2 separate regions of the Gossypium hirsutum genome follow, and region 2 is linked to region 1. The links are chromatin contacts, called in public Hi-C maps. All regions are on one chromosome and are shown on one strand. Each heading gives the region's core, a stretch centred on a gene start, on an enhancer-like site or on the middle of the called end of the contact. The rest is flanking DNA. Distances are from core to core; before and after follow the strand shown. Region 1 holds the start of LOC107897600 (cell cycle checkpoint protein RAD17). Region 2 holds the start of LOC107897592.

What was found. A called contact is a pair of places that touch in the nucleus more often than the background predicts.
Region 2: a Hi-C map of leaf shows a contact between it and region 1, with 3 times the contacts expected there. The contact joins the promoter of LOC107897592 here to the promoter of LOC107897600 in region 1. A contact is called at or near these places in 2 of 34 Hi-C or Micro-C datasets (both in leaf).

The regions. Positions count from the first base shown.
Region 1 is chrA10:20,230,335-20,235,562 of Gossypium_hirsutum_v2.1, forward strand. LOC107897600 (cell cycle checkpoint protein RAD17) reads right to left here and starts at 1,481. Exons shown (of 13, transcript XM_016823098.2): 1 at 1,097-1,481; 2 at 926-983; 3 at 756-841; 4 at 624-671; 5 at 437-496; 6 at 187-289. The coding sequence starts at 1,285.
Region 2 is chrA10:20,427,984-20,433,221 of Gossypium_hirsutum_v2.1, forward strand. It overlaps LOC107897592, which reads left to right and starts at 2,032. Exons shown (of 4, transcript XM_041078956.1): 1 at 2,032-2,822; 2 at 2,893-3,276; 3 at 3,747-3,967; 4 at 4,184-4,630. The coding sequence starts at 2,075. The coding sequence ends at 4,438.

The DNA of each region.
Region 1 (5,228 bases), core at 231-2,730:
CTATATTTCACCTCGAATTGGTTGACAAATGTAACTATTAAAAAGGGAAGCAGTACACAGCAGCTAATAATTAAAATTCCTTGCATCCAGGCCAACAAAAAAATTATTTTTTGAAACCATTGTTTTCGTATAGCAAACCTGACAAAGATTCTGCCCAACTTCGTCATGAAAGATGCACCTAAATACCTGCACTTGAGTTATGAACATGTTCTTGCCAAATTGTGGGAGTAGGTGTGTTCCATTCACATAATTGAGCCCCAATCTTAGATGCAATCAAATGGACAGTGGCCTACACACAAGAAGCAGGATTTTCAAGTAAAACTTGCAGGTAAATGCTGTTATAGTCCTACCATTAAGTCATAAAATGGATAAATAGCAACAACACAGTGCCTTAGTATAAAATGTAGAAAAATTATGCTTTGCTAAGACAACCTACAGATTTTCCAACCCCAGCTTGCCCAGAGAGGATGAGAACAGAACTACGGCCAACCTCATCCTGTAAATACTAAAGAAAAACACATGAACTTACTCAGACCAGTTGAAGAATAATAATAACGAGATGCTTATTCAACATCAGCAATAGATAACAATCACAACATCCCACTTTAATATAATGAAATTACCTTTGGAGTCATCAATCTTTCCTCAAACCATGACTTGACTTCTTCAACCTGCAACAAACAAGAGAGGGAAAAAATGCGAATTAGTAGATTACAGATATTCAAATGGACAGTATATAGCATACTGACTCTCACCTTTTTCTTGTTAACAGCAAGCTCTTCCAGAGAAGAAGGCTTATGTTTATCAACCCACAATTCCTTTGGATTGCTCCTTCTAGAACCTAGATCGTATTCTATTTCCAATTAATCATAAAGTAAATGTTTTAATGAAAAATTTTGTTAAGAAGGAAATATACACAGCATACCAGCAGAAACCTTGAACCCATTCAAAACTTCATCAAAATCTCTAAAAGCAAGTCTCATCTGCACTAAACATCAAATTTAATGATTAATATATATATATACACACACATACATTTAAAAGAGCGAAAAAGACATTTAAGAAATTAATAATGATAAAAACAGAACGTATTTACCTCATCTACATTGCTGGATTGTTTGGTTAAGCGAAAGCCCGGGAGACGAGGCTTTTTGGCTCTACTAGGATTCGTACGAGTAAGAGAAGACGTGGATTTGGGCTTCTGGTAGCTCCGTGTCAACCTCGAAGAAGGCTCGTAATCTTCATCGTCTGACGAGGATATGACGATGTTGTTTCGTTTCCCCATTGCTAATAGAGCAGAAACACTATCGATAGGTTTTTGAGCAGTTCAAAAACCCTAAAAGTTAGAGAATTTGTTTTGAGATCAAAGAGAGGGATGAAATGGAAGGAGTGGCAGGATTTGGGGAAGAACTGAAAAGAGAAGTGTTTCCCTTCGCAGGCTCAAAAAATAATAAAGGCGGTGACTTTATCAGCCAAGGTTAGGAAACGGGAAAGGCGTACGAGGGAAGCTAATTACGATTTAGGATTAAGGAACAGGGATAATATACTAAATGCTACTTCAGTTTAGCTTGGAAGTTCAATGTAGTACTCAAACCTTTTTTTTCTCCAATTAGGTTCCTACTTTTGGCTTCCGTTACCCAACCCTACGGAAATTGCTAGTTTCGGCCAATGGAAATTTGACAAATGTAGTTAAGAAAGACACATATTAGCATTGTTTTAATTTCAATTAATTAAAAATGAGTTTTTTAAAATAGTATTTTCTATATCCAAAACTTATTTTTCAGATTCTCTCAATGTCAATGGGTGGTCAAGTTCTTTTTGAATTTCATGGCAAAGTTTTCATCGCCCCAATGGCCCCCAAGTAAAAATTATATAATAATTATCTCGTGTTAGAGTTTTGGATTATTTATTTTTTTAATTTAACTCAATTAAATATATTTAATTCAACTTTATTTAAATTTAATATAACTCAATTTAATTTTAAAAAATTTAAATTAAATTTAGTTAATAAAACAAGATTTGTCAACTCAATTAATTCAAACTTTTTTTATTAAATTCGATTAAACTCTCACCCATAATTGTCTTCTATTATAGAATGACTTAGAGATTGAGAAATTTATAGTATATAATTGTTGAATAGATTTATATTCCTTTGTGGCAAATCACTACTTTCTTTAGGTAAATATGCAAACACATTTGTCCAAAAAAAAAGATGTCTCCCATTATTATTGACTTCTTAAGAAAAAAAAAATCCAATTTTAATATTGAATTTAGAACGTTGATTTTTTTATTTTAATATTAAACTATACTTATTACGTTGAGGAATAAAACCTCTAAATTCAAAGTAATGTACATTATCTAATGCTGGAAGAAAAGCACGCTCGACCTACAAATTGTCTAGGTGTAGTTGGTTTTTTCAAGGTGGTCAAAATACTTCTTATTTTGTTATGATCATTGTTGCTCGTGACTTTGGAGGAAATATGGAGATCAAATACTCTTATTTTCAACTTCTCACATGGCGAAGAAACAATAACTTTGGAAGATGTAGTCTTAGCCATGAGCCTTCCAATTGAAATAGTTGTTGTCCTTGGGGTGGCTAAATTTGAGGTTGAGTTAGAAACGAGAAAGTTACTTAATCATTGTCCTTGGGTGGCTAAATTTTCCGAACAGATAGGTTAATAAAACTATTCATGAATTACATTAATACTTTGTATATTGTCCTCACATGGTTTTTGCATGGAAAAAAAATAGAAGCAAATGTTGTTCATTAGTTGTCTAATGTTTAACTAATATTAAGCAGTATTACGTGATCAAATCGTAATATAGAAAGACAACTTGTATTAGTAGACGGCCTAAACATGTCCTTAGTATAATCGAAAATGAGTAAACTAATTGAAAGACTAATATGTCATCTATCAAGTCCAATTGGAGAGATGTTTTATCTTGGGCATCAGAGCGGATGGCTCTCAAAAGATAGAGATATAGATCTGACTAACTGGATTGAAAATACATCGGACTGGACCCAAGAAGAATAGATCTTCGTTTCATTTATGGATTTATTCACTTGTAATGTTTATAGTGTGACATACCTAAATCTTGAGTGGATGACAGACTATGTATGTGTGACTATATATGTGTGACTCATACGCTTTGATGTAAGTAAAAACTTGAGTACGAATAGATAAGGAACTGAAAGATGATGTAGTAGGTGTACGACTTCTATAGACATGGGTAAATGATATCCTCTCATTGGCATTACATGGTTGATGAAAAGTAAACATGGACAATGGTCGTTCATCTTTGTGATGAATGACTTGATCATTATTTGATAGTGGTTGACTTTTCATGAAGTAAGATGTAATGGTTACAATGAGATAAAATATAATCATATTGGGAGAACATATATTATCCCAAAGAGATTAAGGATACCCTATGAGAGTAACACACTTATGACAAAGTCATTGGACGATTACTAATCGAGTTGCTTGCGTAATGGTATGCGTTGGGGAGAGCTCAATCAAGATACTAGAGTGGAATGACCTCGTGACTAAATGAGTTTATAATTAAAGGGTGAAAAGTTGATACTTAACTATAAATCATTCGAGGCTCAATTGCATATGTCAAATCGGTCTCTCCGCTAGCTCATTGAAACCAGAAATGAATTGCATATTTAACTTGAAATGAACAGAATGAATAAAAATAAATGAATGGAAAACATTCAGAAATGATTATGGTTTTGTCTGAGATGGAAAAATGGAATCACTTGGAAATGAATGTGGTTTTCTCAAAATAGAATTGGAAATGAAAGTGGGAAATGATACATTTGCAAATGAACATGGATTACTAAAAAATGATCGAAAGAATGAATTTATGTTTTTGAGCCATTTTAAAGCCCGAAAATGAAAATAAATCATTCAATCATAGTAAATAAGTTGAATGGTAAAATATTAAATATATTTTCTCAAAAATTTTGCCATGGGTAAAATCATCATAATTTTACCGAAAGTAAAATTTGGATGAGAAAATTATTTAATATAAATATTGAAAGTTATTTTTGGCAAATAGAAAAATAAATATTGAGTTGGATCAAATTATAAATATAACACCTAAATGAATGGCATGACGACCAACCCTTCGTTATTTCAACTATCATCATAAGATAAAGTAATTTAATCATTAATCAACAATCCTATAGGGTTTTGCTGTGAAAACGTAATATATGAAACAACCTTCTAATAATATTAATCTGTTTATAATAATCTGGCCATCTAACTTCAGAAGTCTAATTACAATTTAAACTAGGTTTGAAGAGTTCTTATACAAGCACAAAACAAAAATTCAAACTACACATTGCCCCGATATCTACACATGTTACAAAACTAAAGATGACATACTTACATAAGACTGTGAAGATTTTGGCTTAGTTCCTTTTTTTTTCCCACGAACAACAGGTTGGAAATACCTGAAACGAGGAAGAGAAACACGATAAGTTCACGAGGAACTTAGTTAGTTCTAAAAATAAGTTACTTCAGTTAAGAATTAGCCAGAGATCTCACTTAGACAAATTTTGTGCATTCATATTCAACAACTTATGTTTGGCCTTGAACATCATAGATGCATAGTACATAATGCATGATAATTCCTTCTATGAAAGGTCATGTAGGATATAGTTTCTTCGTAGAGACTCTTTGTGTATAATCTTAGCATAAAACCAACCGAATGGAGAGAGAGTCATTTCTAATTAACTTGGCAGACAATCTTGAGGACTTTTTCATGCGGATTACTAGATGCAAACTCTTATAAGCAGACTCATACATGTGAACTTGTAGTAGAAGATTCATGGATATAGCGAGTCATACATGTAGATTTAGAAAAGAAGATTCACAAATATGGAAAACTCATACATGCGGATACATAGAAGAATATTCATAGATATGACGGACTCATACATATGAACTTGTATAAGAAAATTCATGGATATGGCGGATGACTGTCTATATATGAATTATCGTTTATAGTAAAAATAACATACCAAAAATATAAGAAATTAGAACGGCGGTGTCTGTAAGTGAATGGGTCAAATTATAATATAATATAGTTTACAACGAAACACTTACAAGTATTCCAATGATTAAGGAGGATGGAATAAATTTATAAAAAAAACTTTTTACAAGAATAAGTATAACGCCCTCAACCCGACCCGATTCACCAGGTTCGGATCTCGGGAG
Region 2 (5,238 bases), core at 782-3,281, 200 kb after region 1:
CTAAATTAAATTTTCACTCAAAATCAAATATCAATAGTTTTTAATCAAATCTCGATTTGAATATAACCTAATTTTGAAACTAAAATTGGATCTAACTAATTAATATAAAAAATTCATATCCTTATTCAAATCTAAACATAAATTGAATTCTTTATATTCAAAACAAAGTTTTTCCGTTTCCAAACTTTTATAAAATCATGTAGATTATTCCTTTTCTTTTCTTTTCTTTTCTGTCGAATAAAATTAAGCAAACGATAAAATTGATCTAAATCTTCTTGGATATTCCCAAGCAAGCTTGATTGAAAGTCGAGCATGGGTAAGTTTTGTATGGTGATCATTTTAGTCATTAAAAGTGTAGAGTTTGTTTGAAAAATCCATGAAACAACGTAGCTTCGAAAAGGTGAGAATGTTGTAGGTTAGAAAATAAGGTGGTAGTAGGGGTTGGTTAAGAGGTTAAGGGAATGGGTTCAGGAAACTTTGTTGATGGTGGACTGCCATCAGCCACGACTAGCAAGTTCTTCGAGTGAGGCGAGCTTGTGGACTAGGTCATTGAAAGATTAGAAGTGGTTCGTTAAAGTGATAATAAATGATGAGGTTTTGTAATTATAGGGTGAGAATATGTGAAACAAGTTTTATTTTGGTTTTAGTTTTCACTTTTTCTTTTTTCATAAACATAATAAAGTTTTAACAAATGTAAAATATAGAAAAACTACATTAAAAGAGATGGGGAAAGGAGGAAAATAGAGGGAGAAGTAAAAAAAATGAAAAATGAAGAAAAAAAAGTTAAAATAACATAAAAGAAAAAAATTTAAATTGCTCAAAATGAAAAAAATTATGGGAAACAATTGTATAATTCAATCTAAAATTTTTGCTTAAATGATGATTTAACGTGTCACGTCAACTTATAATTACATTGTTAATGACAATTAACGGCATAATGACAAATGTTACAACATGTTAATGAAAATGAGTAAAATATAACATTTAAAATATAAGTAATTAAAATATAATCTAAAATAAACATAAATTTTGAAAAAAACTAGTAGTTAACTAGATTAGGTGGAAACCCCATTGACATGTTAATGGTTATCCAATGGGTAATGGGTGAGGTTAGAGATGATGATTGAAAAAGTCAAGATGCTTCACTTGTATTAAATTTCCAATACTCTTGGTCTTGGGGCCCATTTTCATTTAAGTTCCACACGTCCTTTTCATCTTTGTGGAAAAGCAAGTGATCTTGAGAAAGTAAAAATAAAGTAATTATTTGGTAAAGAAGAGTTTACTATATGTTTTATTTATTAATTTTAAAGTTTTAAATAAAATTGAAAGATACATAATAAAATTTCAATCTCGTTTATAAGATTAAAATTTTTTATCAATAATTATATAAAATGGATTAAAGTCTGAAATCTTTTGTGAAATTTTGAAGGAAAAAATTGATGGGGTTCATGTAGGAATAAGGCATATTTTCATGCAATTAACTAAAAAGTTAGTCAAGATATAGAAAAAGTATATTATAATCCAAGCTTCTCTCTCTTGAAATGACAAAGAAAGTGAGAATTGCTGACCCATGAAACTACTCTCTTATTTTTTAAATATCTGGAACAAAAAATTCCAATATGGCTCTTTCCATGTTATTTCCTTATTTGTCAACTCAGTTTAAAGAGTAAAAAGGATTCCAATTCATGTTTGGGGGATTTGCAGCCTTCAATTGAATTTAATTTAAAATATAATTAATATCAGTTGAATTCCTTTATTTATTAAAAAAATATGTAAATTCTAATTGTTTACGTTTGAGATTAAGATTTTTTCGTTTTTTCAAGTATGGTATTAAGATAATTAAATTCGGATTATTACATAATTTGAGTTGTTTAAGGACGAGTTTGATTCTATAATAACTTACTCAAATTAAAAAAAAAAAACTAAACTAAACTAAACTAAACTCAAGCAGCTTGCCAACCAAGTTATGCTATGTGGTCAAGGACATCTATCTTGGCCCCCCACCAAGTTAAATTAACTGCCAAAATCCCCCACACCCCAAATCAAGTGATGAATCTTGAAACCTGACTTGAGCATGGCTTTCCTTACTTCTTGTTGGCTTATTATTGAATCTATAGTCATCCCTCCTGGATATTTTCTCAAATGGTTTTATTTGAGCTTCTATATCCACCCTTTTTTTCTTTGTGCTTGCCAAGTTTTTCTGTGTCTCAAATGGCTGAAAAGATGCATTTTAGCTTTGTTGAGTTATCCTTTTAGAGTCATCTACTTTTTGGTTTTTTATGTTGATAAATTTTGTAGATATTGTGTCGTCTATATCTTCTCTTTTATTAGAGCTAAAGAGGTTGATTCAAAACAAGTGTTGATCTTGGAAGCTGCTGATAATATTAGTCAAAATCAGCTCATCAGCTTATGCATTTGTTCAAGCATGCCATCCGATGCATGGAAGACTGAATTTGTAGAGGCTAATGGCTGTGAAGATAACCATGAAATTCTTCCTGGAAGAGAGTCTTCGAATATGGAAGACTGGAGCTTTTATTATCTTCAAAAGGACTTGAGCGCATATGAATGTTCATCTTCCTTCTGCATTTCTCCATCCATGGATGAATCATATTTGAATGAATATTCACCGTTGTTTAGTTCCTTGAGCACACCATTGATGCAAGAATGTTCATTACCAGCTTGCAGCTCTAGTTCTCAAGTTCTGGAGAGGGAGGTAATAACCACAGCAAGAGATGAGGATGAATCAGAAGGTTTTTACAAGAAATATTATGAAAGAATGAGATGGTTTGATATTTTAAACCATGACAGGACTCAGGGAATAAGTGAGTATTTTTCTTTGATTGGTTACTTTTATGTGCAATCTTATTGTACTCATTGATTGGTTACTTTTAGGTGCAATCTTGAACGTGGAAGTGGGGATCCCAAGTTCATTGGAGAACATCAAGGTGAAGGATTTGACAATCCCCTACATATCATGGAGCAAGCAGGATAAAAAGAAGCTTTTGAGAAGTTTACAAAGTGATTTTGAGTTGGTTTATGTGGGTCAATCATGCTTGACATGGGAGGCCCTGCACCATCAATACAGAAAGGTCAAGTTCCTGAGCTTGACCAACTGCTTGTTTGCTGATAATTGGGCAAAGGATTTCCAAAACTTCCAAGTATTGCTAGAAAGATTTTTGGAAGAAGAAAGGTATGTTTATAAGGGAAAGAGAGCTTGGAATTATGTTCAAGCAAGATTAGCTTCCAAGACCCTTCTTCAAGTTCCTAAACTCACAGGTATTTCTTTTAATAGTTAATCTTCATTTCTATTATTATACAGTATGGGATTAACAATACTAGCTAACAGATTATAAACACAACACAAAAAATATATATAACTAAAATATTACACAAAAAAATAACACAAATATGCATTAATATATAAGGATGTTTAAACATATTAGTATTAAATTCTAACTTGACTTTTCAACTTGGAAAGAGAAAGACTGTGCTTACTGATATGGCCTTAGAGAAATGTATTAAAATGAAAGTCCACGAAGGTACTTATCAGCCATAGAAAAATGCAGTTTAAATATAATATTAAGATCATTTATATTTGCATAAGTTTAGTACGACATGATCTGAGATATGGATCTTATTATTTATTTTTAACAAGATTGAGATGCAAAGTTTAACAGCTTCATTGGAAAGATTATGTCTCTTCTATATAATTAAGAAATTTAGCCTCAATCTGATCATTCTTACAGGGTTTTTGGAGGAAGAAAAAGATGGGAATAAAGGGGAAACAGTGGATGCAAAAGCGGTGTTGAAGGCAATAGAGAAATGTATAAATGCTTTTGGAAAATTTATAACCACTGACAGGACTAAGAGTTGGTGGAAATTCAAGACTTCATTATGGACTTATCCTCCAATGGAGGATCCAAGAGATTTACATCTGCTGGCTGACCTAACCACTACACTTGCAAAGGTAAAGAAGTATTCAGGGACGGAATTCTTTGCGGTTAGAACTGTTCATAAGTGGACAAATACTGTATGGACCTTCACACTTAGGTTGATAACCCAATCCATAGATGGGTATAGTGACATGTTGGTTAGGAGGAAAACTAAGGACTGCATATTTAGAAGAGTTCAAAAAGTGGAATGATGATATGAAATAATGATTATATTTTCATGTTTGAAGCAGAAGGAACTATGGTTGAAAGATTTACAAGGGAAACGAAAGTGCTGGTTTAACAAAGTTGTGAAACCTATGGAAGAGTCCCAGAAAGAGACAATGGTGTTTGCAATGATAGAGATGCAGTTGATATCGAGAGTATTGCAGATGTCAATTGTATCCACTTCTCAACTCAATTGGTGCCAACAAAAGCTAAACAACATTCAATTTAAAAGAGGGAGGCTTTTCAGGACTGCCACTGGCCCTCTTTTCCCATCCTCTTGATTTGCAGCTCATTTTAAAATTTGTAAAAGGAGAAAAACCTTAAAATACACACATGTACATATTTGTACGTGTTTGTAAATGACACAACCACACACATATATATATACATATTTGTATGTATTTGTAAATAACAAAAACCAAGATTAACTTGTAAGGTATAGTATATTTTAATCAAATTATACTTTACTGCTATGCAGGGTTTCATGACTTCTCTTTACAATCATGATATTAGGTATCTATAAATAAGAGAAATGACAATTTATATATCATGAATCAAATTCGGTTAAGTTTGAGTCAAGTAAGATATCAATAGTCTTTGTGTTTATTTAAACTAATCCTTATCTGATCCCGTATTATTTTTAATCAAGAAAAAATTAAAAAATAATATTTAATATTAAAGATGATATATCAATAAACTTAAATTTATTAATGTTTTAAAAATTAAATTGAAGATCAAATTGATTGGACTTTAATTTCCTATTCAATTAAATTAAATAAAAATATTTAAAATATATGTTGAGACTTTAATTGTGTATGTTTTAGTAGTTACATGTCATGTACGAATCACTTGTGACAACAAGATGGAGACCTTTAAGTTTTCTTGGGATTGTGACTTACTTAATTTTAGTTGATTACTTATCAATAAATGATCACTGTTTCGTGTTTAATATGATTTTATTTATGCTGGAATATTTATTTTTTTCCCTTTGTCGAATTTGTGAAGTAAGAGGAGTGTTTTGATGGTCAACAAACTTTATACTTATCCTTTAAAGCCTTTAATTTATTTTTACTTGTAGCAA